Regions from separate parts of the Sus scrofa genome. Here region 1 is linked to region 2. The links are chromatin contacts, called in public HiChIP or PLAC-seq maps. All regions are on one chromosome and are shown on one strand. Each heading gives the region's core, a stretch centred on a gene start, on an enhancer-like site or on the middle of the called end of the contact. The rest is flanking DNA. Distances are from core to core; before and after follow the strand shown.

Region 1 (4,775 bases), core at 1,749-4,248, 280 kb after region 2:
AGGGCCGAACCCATGACATGTGGTTGGCATATATTCAGCCCAGGCTAGAGGTTGAATCGGAGCTGCAGCTGCCGGCCTACGCCACAGCCACGGCAATGCTGGATCCTTAACCCACTGAGCAAGGCCAGAGATCCAACCGCATCCTCACGGATATTAGTTGGGCTTGTTACCACTGAGCCATGATGGGAACTTCCAACATTCTTCATCTTGATAGAGACTAAGGTTACACAGGTGTACATATCTGTCAAAACATTATGCAAATGTTACTCTCAAGGTTTGTGCCTTTCAATATCTGTATATAGATATGTGTGTATAAATTCACCATATGTATAAATTTCACCTTAGGAAAATTATGAACATATATTGAATTATAAATTATGTGCATTGGGATGTTTATTTTTTTATTTTTGTCCTTTTAGGGCTGCACCTGTGGCATATGGAGGTTCCCAGGCTAGGGGTCTAATTGGAGCTATAGCCACCGGCCTACACCAGAGCCACAGCAACGCCAAATCCGAGCCTTGTCTGTAACCCACACCACAGTTCACGGCAATGCCGGATCCTAAACCCACTGAGAGAGGCTAGGGATGGAACCCGCAACCCCATGGTTCCTAGTGGGATCTGTTTCCACTGTGCCACGTGTTTAGAAGAGACCTGTACTGATGTCTGTAATTTCATTTCAAATGCATAAAACAATGAGTTGCACTGATGGAGAGAGGAACAAATAAATGAACAGATGTATAATAAAGCCAATATTGTAAAATTAGCTAGATACTGGTATTTGGGTGGTCATTGTTCTTGCAACTTTATCTATATTTTTTAAAACAAGATGGGTGGGGGAAAGAGTCACAGCGCCCACTCCCTAGCCCACCTCCTTAGAAATTTAGCAAGACATTCATGACTACCAAGTCATGAGCCCACATAATTTCAATTCTGTTAAAAAGTTAAGACTGGAAGAATACAAGTAGCTTTACAGGAACTTACATCACTCATGCCAAAGATTTTCTGCCTGTTTCCCTATAGACAAAGCAATGATTTGAATGCAAGCCAAAAATTCCTGCTCAAGAGGGAGAAAAAGAACTCACTGACTTGTATTCCCAATTTATTCTCTTTCAGTTCCTGCACCAAATCTATCAGCTACTGCACAAGAGCCCACTTCCATGTGCACCACATCCATGTAGCCAAAAGACAAACAAAGAAAAACCAACCCAGCAACTTGTTATACAAACGCAGCCAGAGGATGACGTCCCAGCTCTCAGGCCAGAAACCCCACTGAAGGCAAAAGAGGATGCAGAGCTCCCTCTGAGGTTAAAGTGATTTCACTGAGGTTAGAACACACGCACCAAAGAGCCCCAAACAGCTTGTCGCTAAACCCCCCTGTGGAGCCTGGTGACATCTGGGGTCATTTGAACTTGGTAGGGAATTCAGCTGTTCAGAGGTACAAATTGGGAATTCCAGACCAGGGACATGTGGAGTGCAGAGCAAGCCCTACCCACAGACCTAAAGGTTGCTCACATTACGCCTGCCTTCCTTCCTGGCAGGGCCTCACTTATCCTGAGATGACACACGATGGCAGGGGCTGGAAGAAGCCTCGCCTGACTGCGCCCAGCATCTGAAAACAGCTGTACCAATTACAACAAGGGACTGTTGCTGGAAACAGGGCAGCCACTCAAATATAGGGATTGGTGCCAGACTTTTTTTTTTTTTTTTTAATACTTTTTGTTTGTTTTTAAAGCCCCTAACAAACTCGCTGACACCATCCAGCGTCCCTGGGGACCACCCACTAGCACATTGGGCAGCCAAGTGCAAGCAACAGGGAGGCAGCAGCATGCCTGGGTACAGCACCTTGGCCTCCAAGCCGTTCTCATTGCCAAAGACAGCGCCACACCAGGTGAAGGGCATGAGCCCTGACCCAGGAAGGGGGTGTGCATGCCTGATCACGGGGCTTCCTGAAATAAACGCCACCACCACCCCTCCCTGACCCAGGTCCACGCTGGCTTCCCTTAGCCTAGGAAATAGGTGAGGACGAGAGAAGAAACCCTCTCACAGAAGGAGAGATGCCCGTTTTTAGTGCTGGGACCCACACACACCCTGCGCCCCAAGTCTCTGAGCCTCCCGTGGCCCTGGCGCTTCCTCTAAACGCGCGGCACGTCTGCTCCCGCCGGTCCAGCACCCCTGTCCGGGGAACCGGGAACAAACGCACCTCCCAGGGCGCACGCACAACGGCAGCAGGAGCCGTCTCCGCCCCGCCCCGCCCCAGCCCACCCCGGCCTCGCGCCCTCAGCAACCCGGACTCCGCGGCCAGCTCCCGCCTGATCTTTGCCGAGGACCTCGTGCAGCAGTGTCCTAGACCCACCTGTAGCCCCCTCGGCTTCCTTCCTCGGCGCCCCGAGCATGCGGAGCCCACGGCCCTCAACAGACTGCTCTGGGGTGCCTCTCTCCATAGCGCGCCAGGGAGGATTCCGCGCCCCCCCCCACCCAAAAAAAGTTGGCCCAATACCGCCGCGTCCCACGGATCCGGCCCGACCCCATCCAATCCCGGCCAAAGGTGCGGGGAACAGGGGTGGCAGCCCCGACGCCCGAGAAGCATGCCCAGCCCGGGCAACCTCCAAGGAGGCGCCCACCGGCTCCCCCCTCGCCCCGTCCGCCGGGTCCTTCCTCCACCCCGAGTTCGGCAGGCGTCCACCTACCGTTCTGGACCAGGCGAGAAGAAGGCGCGGGCGCGGGCTCCCGAAGACAGCGTGTTCCGTCCCGGGAGGAAAGTTTGTGCCATATAGAGGAGGCGGTGCGGAGAAGGCGTGGGCGCCAGGGGGTGGGAACGTGGCCGGCTGCGAGGCGTGCTCTTGGGTCTGTCCCTCCTGCGATCTGTGCGCCCGTCCCTCCGCGGAGCCCGCGGCCGCCGCGCTCCCGCTCGCTGCGCCCTGAGCCCGGCGCGCTCCGGCTCCAGCCCCGACGCGCCCCCGTCGCCGCCGCGCGTCCGCCGGCTACACTTCCTCTTCCTCTGAACTCATGTGCAAAATATGCTGCGCCGCATCTTCTGGGGAGCCGCGCGGCCCCTAACAGCAGCCGCGGGAGCGACGAGCGGGCCCCGCGCCCCCTCCACTCGCCGCTCCGTCGCCTCCACGCAGCCCGCAACCTGTGCGCTCCCCGCTGCCGGCGACCCTAGTTGCCCCTCCTCGCAGAGGTCAGAGGTTCACCCGCCCACCGTCCCAACCCGTTTTAACCTAGGTTGCGTGCGTCAAGAACGCGCGTGGGGCTGGGAACCCTCAAATTTGGAGCTGGATACTGGAGGGCGACTGCCACCGAAGGTGCTCGTTTGGGGGCTGGGAGGACCACAGAGAAGAGAGGACCGTTCCTCCTCATGCCACAGGTGGGCCCATCCCCAGGCATATGCGTTATTTCTTAAGAGATTGTGCTTAGGGAGTGGGATCATGCCACTGTCCCCCGTGCCACACCCTAGCCCAGTTACTTCAGGTGCCCAGAAGTTTTGAGAAGATCTGGGGAACCGTCTTAGCCTGCAACTTGAGGCTGCCTGAGGAGGCAATTAAATAAATAAAAACGCCAGGCCAGGCCCACGTTAGTGAATCAAAGATGTGAGGCAGTGAGCCCATTATAGAAATCTTTCTTCTTGGAGCTTTTTAGACAAAGTAAAATTACAGTGTAAGGGTTAATAGCGGGAGCCCTAGAGCCAAATCATCTGGTTGGGCCTGCTGGCCTCCATCCATATTTACTTTGTGTGACTTGGGCAAGTGACTTAACTGCTCTGGGCCTGTTTCTTCCTTTCTTAAATAGCACTTTCTCATGGGTTCTATGTGTAAAGTGTTTAGGAAAGCACCCTATAACGTAGCTCTTATCCTTGTTATTATTGTTATTAATATTATTATAAGGAGACTGAAACAAGACAGGGGACATAATCTGATTATCTACATTTTCTGGTTGGGCAAAGAGGGGCCCTTAGGCATTGGAGCCCACAGGATGGAGGCCCCAACGGTGCTTTAATGATGTCATTCTGATACTAATAACACTCCCCAGGGGTAAAGAAGCACTATTTCGTTTTCAGGACTTCCTCTAACCACAGCTTCTGAGATATTTTCTTCCTAGTTTGCCTTCTCTGTAGCCATCCCAATTCTGTGTGCCTTCCCCCTCCTCCACTGCCATTTTGTTTCTGGTTTTTGCCCCTTTCCATTCCCACTTCGCTGCCTGCTGGTATCGCTCACCACCAGCCCCTCTAGTCTCTCTCACTCTCTCCCCTGCTTGGCTTTACCATCTAGGAGAAAACAAGATCAGATGACAGACCAAGTTCAGATTCAGACAATATTATATGTGGATAAGTTGTACAAGTGTCCAGTGGTGCCCAGTGGTGGTTTTGAACACCCACTTAGGAGGCCAAAAGAAGGAATGTTTGTTATTCATATGCCCAAGTTCTTGAGTCATTGCAAGGCAGGGCCCATCTGAACTCTTTCTGATCCTTACATGGGAGAAAGGAAATAACATTTAAAGGTTTTACCCAGAAGTTCAAAAGTAAACACAGAGTATTTAAAAGAAGATAAAGAGAAGCAGGGGAGGGATGCAGCATAACTTGGTGTGTTTGGGGGAGGAGGTTGATTTCTTTTAAGCAATGCAATTTTTGCACATCATTTTTTTTTTTAACACCAGGTCCTTGGGGTTAATAAGTTATTCTGATTGTTTTCATTTTTTTCCACGCAACACTTTCCTGAGTACTAACGGTGTGTAAATGTCATAAATGTCTTTCTTTCCTGCTTGGATCTGCATTTTTT
Region 2 (4,887 bases), core at 1,622-4,121:
AGGAAGACTGATAGCTTATCTTTATATGCTTTTCTCCAGGGCAAAATTTCTCTGCAAAGAGTGAATCTCTGATGTGGTTGCAGCTTATAGAAGTTTATCAGATGAGCCTCAAGGCATATTTTTTTTTTTTTTTAGGGCTGCACCCTCGGCATATGGAGGTTCCCAGGCTAGGGGCTGAATCGGAGCTGTAGGCGCTGGCCTATACCACAGCCACAGCAATGCCAGATCCGAGCCGTGTCTGTGACCTACACAACAGCTCAAGGCAACACCGGATTCTTAACCCAGTGATAGAGGCCAGGGATTGAACCTGCGTCCTTGTGGATACTAGCCAGATTCATTTCCACTGAGTCAGGATGGGGATCTCCACTCAAGGGCATATTTAACTAGAAGAGGCATCTCATTTTCAAATTCATCTTCAGCAAAAACAGGTGTTGTATAACGGAAATGGCATGCTTAACAGAACATAAACATTTGACTAACTGCTAGCTCTGGAAGACTGGCATGGCCAACTGAAGGTGCAATCCTGACTGACAAGAGGCAACTAATTTCCTTCAGTTTAGAACAGCAAAGATGATGTGAAATTAAAGAAATGGCTAGTTTTAATAATCTTAATGACCAACTAAAACATAAAATCCCTTTTTTAAATTAAAGCATCTTAATGACTTTAAGGTAGATAATGCTGTTGTCAGATAATGAAATTAGGTGTAAGTCATAAAAGCAACAAAACTGAGGGAAAGAAAGCACTGATTTGAAATTATCTTCTTTTAAGTGTGGATGGAAAATTAAGAACACTTCCAATTTTAAAGTTCTAAGCACAAAACCTGGGTATGTCATGTGGTGAACCTGCTTCTTCAATTGGAGATGAACCCAGCCGCCAATGGAAAGAATCCACACGCTAATGAACAGCAAACTACAAAATGATGGTCCACATGAAGAAGCCAGTGACTCTGCATTTGATTCTTCCACCTTGGCTCATTCCCAAAAGTTCAGGCTTTGAAGTCCTGAAGTCTTCTTTAGCATTTAACTAGTTCTTTGTTGGTGGAAGGGGCTGGGACTGTCTCTCCACAAGTAAACTGATCCTAAGGCGGAACAAGAAATTACATTCATCACCAAATGTCTGTGTCACAGATGCATCAATAGCAAACATTTATTTTGTTACAGATTCAATTCAGCTCTATTAAACGTAAGTTTTTCCATTCCTTTACCACTTCATCCTCATTCAATGAGTCAATCTCAGCACCAGAATCATCATCTCTACTTAATAAGTAATCACTAATATTCACCAGATACAGAGCAGCCTTCTTTATTGCCTTCCCCAAAGCAAAATGAGTTAACGAATTTGAGTTTTTAAAACTTTAATTTACAATATAGCTGCTTATTAATGTTTTTTTCCTGTTTGTTTTTGGTTTTGAGGGCAGCACTTGCTGCATATGTACGTTCCCAGGCTAGGGGTCAAATCAGAGTCACAACCACAGCAACTCAGGATCTGAGCCGCATCTGCGACCTACACCACAGCTCACTTCAAAGCCCTATCCTTAACCCACTGATCCATGCCAGGGATCAAACCCACATCCTCATGGATACTAGTCAGCCGTAACCCACAACAGCAACTCCCTTATTAATGGTTTTTAATATTTGTTTTAAAAACACAGCATTTACATAACACACTATTAGGTTTTCTTTTTTTTTTTTTTTTTCCTTTTCTTTTTAGGGCCCCAGCCCCGGCATATGGAAATTCCCAGGCTCAGGGTTGAATTGGAGCTACAGCTGCCTACACAACAGCCACAGCAATGCAGTTTCTAGGCTGTCTGCAACCCATACCACAGCTCATGGCAACGCTGGATCCTTAACCCACCGAACAAGGCCAAGGATCAACCCACATCCTCATGGATCCCAGTCGGGATCACTTCTGCAGAGCCACAATAGGAACTTCCCCAATAACACACTATTAGAAAACATTCTCCTGCGCTGACGTATCACAGGCAGACTGCTCTAGGTCTTTGCAACCCTCCTCCCACCTTTTAAAATTTGACCCCTTACTTTGTCATAAATCACTCTAATAATGAGTGAGCAGCTAGGGCACGTTGCCACGTCTTCCCCATTCTCCAAATCTTCCTACAACAAAATCAAACATCGTATGGTCAGCATAGTCTTCCCTTGGTGACCTCCTCCTTCCCCCAAACCTCCCACCTCTATGGGCAAGCTCCTTTGAGGTTGGCCTCCCCACAAAGCATGTGAGAACCAAAACACCTTCCAAGAGAAAGACCAGCCCCACTCTTCCCTGGAAGTGTCATTTGGCGGAAATACCTAGGAGGGTGAGTCAAGGTTCAGTGGCCTCAAAACCCTTAGGAAGACAAAAACACGTCTCTTCCTCCAAAGGAGTATCCCAGAAGTGGATCCTTAAGTGGATAGCGAGAAGACTGATGCCCCTCGCCATCCACACCCTACCCTCCCACCACCGGGGGCCGACTAAGCCAGAACTTGTGCCCACTGATAGCGCAGAGTCATCAACTTCGGGGGAATTCAAAAACGAATAAAGAAGGACGTGGGTAACTATAAGCCGCGCGGATCTATGGCAGAAACGCGGCAAAGGGAAAGCGCGCCTGCTCCGAATTGCCGGGCTGGATTCTGTAGCTACCTTGGTGATGCAGAAGTTATCCCCACACGGGCAGGGGTAGAAGTACGTCTCGGAGTCCTCGTCATATTGGAAGTCCTCGATCTCCACTTCGTCGTGAAACACCGCCATCGTCAATGGGACGAGCAGAAGTCTGTCACCTCCGCTGTCCGACCCAGGCCGGGGCCGGTCCCAACTTCTCCGGCGCCGGCCCAGCCGGCGTCGTCACCGCCCCCTTCCCCGGCGCAGGAATGACCGTTTCCGGCGCATAAACAATGACGTAACTATGGGCTTGAGGCCAAATGGGTGACCGGGTAGCGATCACCTTGGAGATGGCTGAGCTAGGGGGCGGAGACTTGAGTTACCGGCTCTCTCTGCTCTGTGAGGTCCCGCACCGCTCCACCCAGAGGACGGCAGCGACCAATGAAATGTGGGACTCGCTCGTGCGGCTGCTGCGTCACGTCCGGGACACAGGAAGCTCTGCGGAGCCGGGGGAGGGGAACTTGGCCCGGGAGTTAGAACTGAGTCCCCGCGGCAAAAGCGGGAGCGGAGTGGAACTTGCTTACTACGCGGGTATGGAAAGTGCGGCTTCACTTCGCGCACCTTAGACCTTAACCAGACCCCGAGCAAGGCCGCGGCCGGCCTAGGTGGCCTGCACCCGGCCCTCGGCGCTGCTAGGGAAAAGCGGGCGTGGTTTGCTGCGTCTGAGGCGGCGGCGGGAACAGCTCAGCCTCTTGGACCTCTGTCCCTGCCGCCCCAGTGGCGGACGAAAAGCTCCCTTGGAGTTTTGATTCACTGAGTGACCTTGAGCTCAGAGCGACGCGTAGTTTGTAGTTTCGGCTGCACTCGGCTGTTCAGGTACATCCCGCCTCTTCCTCACCCCAGATTATCTTCAGATGCTGTAATTTGGGCGAAAGGACCAAGCAGGATCTGTTAGGCAGGTTGAGTCCTCTTTGCCGAGCACGTAAGATTCTTAACTACAGTCAAGTGTTGCGCTAATTGTAATTCTTCCGTCAACCCTGGGAGTTTAGATGTTATTCCGTATAATTAATCTTTAAACTGAGATACAGAAAGTCAAGTATCTCGACTAAGATCACATACCTAGGAAATGAAGAGCCTGTATGTCCCCAAAGCCTAGGAACAAATTTCTTATATGAACCAGAGTTTCTTTCTGCGAAAGAAATGGCATCAACATGCGTAGTTATTATCTTGTGGTCTTTGTATACCTTGAAGCGGAGTGCAGTTGAAAGGTCATTTGTCTTTGGAGCAGTGCTTGTTCCTGTTGGTGTCAAACGGGGTTTCCTGGGTATTACTCCGTTGGTAGGCATTTATTCAAATCGTGGTAGAGACAGAATGCAGTGAAAGAAGAAATGCTGAGAAACATAAGATAATCTAGCTCTGGGAGCTGGATATTTACGTTCTTTGGGCCTTGCTTCCTCATCTGACAGAAAAAGGTTGAATTAGAGATGATTTACAAGATTCTTTTCAGATCTAACATTCTACTTTTGCATGGAAATTACAACTTTTACTTGGTTCAGCAGTCACTTCTGTCATGTTTAGTTTGTATTTAAATGATACATATGCATAATACATATGTCCACAGCCCTATGCTTATTTATGTATACACACTCAAATGTTTGCATGAAGTTATCAGTTTTGTGCACCCTAAAGTTCCACCTGGTTTAGGCCTTTTAAGGCTTGAAAACCTAAAGGCAGAGGACTCTTTGGGAGAAGATTTAGAAGTGACATTAAAGGGGTTCATAGATTATTTCAGAGGCCTCACAAACATTCCATTTTGCCTAATTGGAAATCTGCATAGCAGTTAGGAAACATTTGTTAAACATTTGTTAAGCTTGTTGAAGTTTAACTGGGATGATTCTGTTGTGAGCAAAGGAAAAATTCCAGCAAAGCCTATGTAGCTCAGAGGCTGCTCCCTGTATCTTTGTAGACACGGGTATTTCCCAGGTCATCTCTTGGAGAGAAGACAGGAGAGTGTCCAGTGTCAGTTCTGTAGTCCCATCCCAGTGATCATTTTGAGGTTGGGAACCATCTTTAGTTCTTTACTACTTTTGGCATAAGTACCTGCAAAATAAAGGTGACTTTTTTTTTTTTTTTTTTTTTTTTTTTTTTTTTTTTTTTAGCACTTGCTCGTTTGTTTTTGCTGAGCCTGTGGCATGTGGAGGTTCCTGGGCCAGGGATCCAACCTGTGCCACAGCAGCAACTGGTCTGCTGCATTGACAATGCCAGATCATTAACCCACTGCACCACAAGAG

What was found. HiChIP or PLAC-seq counts read pairs in DNA pulled down with a chosen protein or histone mark.
Region 1: an H3K27ac HiChIP or PLAC-seq map of alveolar macrophages shows a contact between it and region 2. The contact joins the promoter of RFTN1 here to the promoter of DPH3 in region 2. A contact is called at or near these places in 2 of 47 Hi-C or Micro-C datasets (heart right ventricle and skeletal muscle) and 2 of 2 datasets of contacts at active chromatin or transcription factors (alveolar macrophages and skeletal muscle).

Annotation. Positions count from the first base shown.
Region 1 is chr13:3,672,074-3,676,848 of Sscrofa11.1, forward strand. It overlaps RFTN1 (raftlin), which reads right to left and starts at 2,999. Exons shown (of 10, transcript XM_021071357.1): 1 at 2,688-2,999.
Region 2 is chr13:3,392,985-3,397,871 of Sscrofa11.1, forward strand. DPH3 (diphthamide biosynthesis 3) reads right to left here and starts at 2,872. Exons shown (of 3, transcript NM_001243616.1): 1 at 2,639-2,872; 2 at 2,041-2,115; 3 at 1-1,079. The coding sequence starts at 2,746. The coding sequence ends at 1,014. It overlaps OXNAD1 (oxidoreductase NAD-binding domain-containing protein 1), which reads left to right and starts at 2,902. Exons shown (of 8, transcript XM_001925300.5): 1 at 2,902-3,187. The coding sequence starts at 2,917.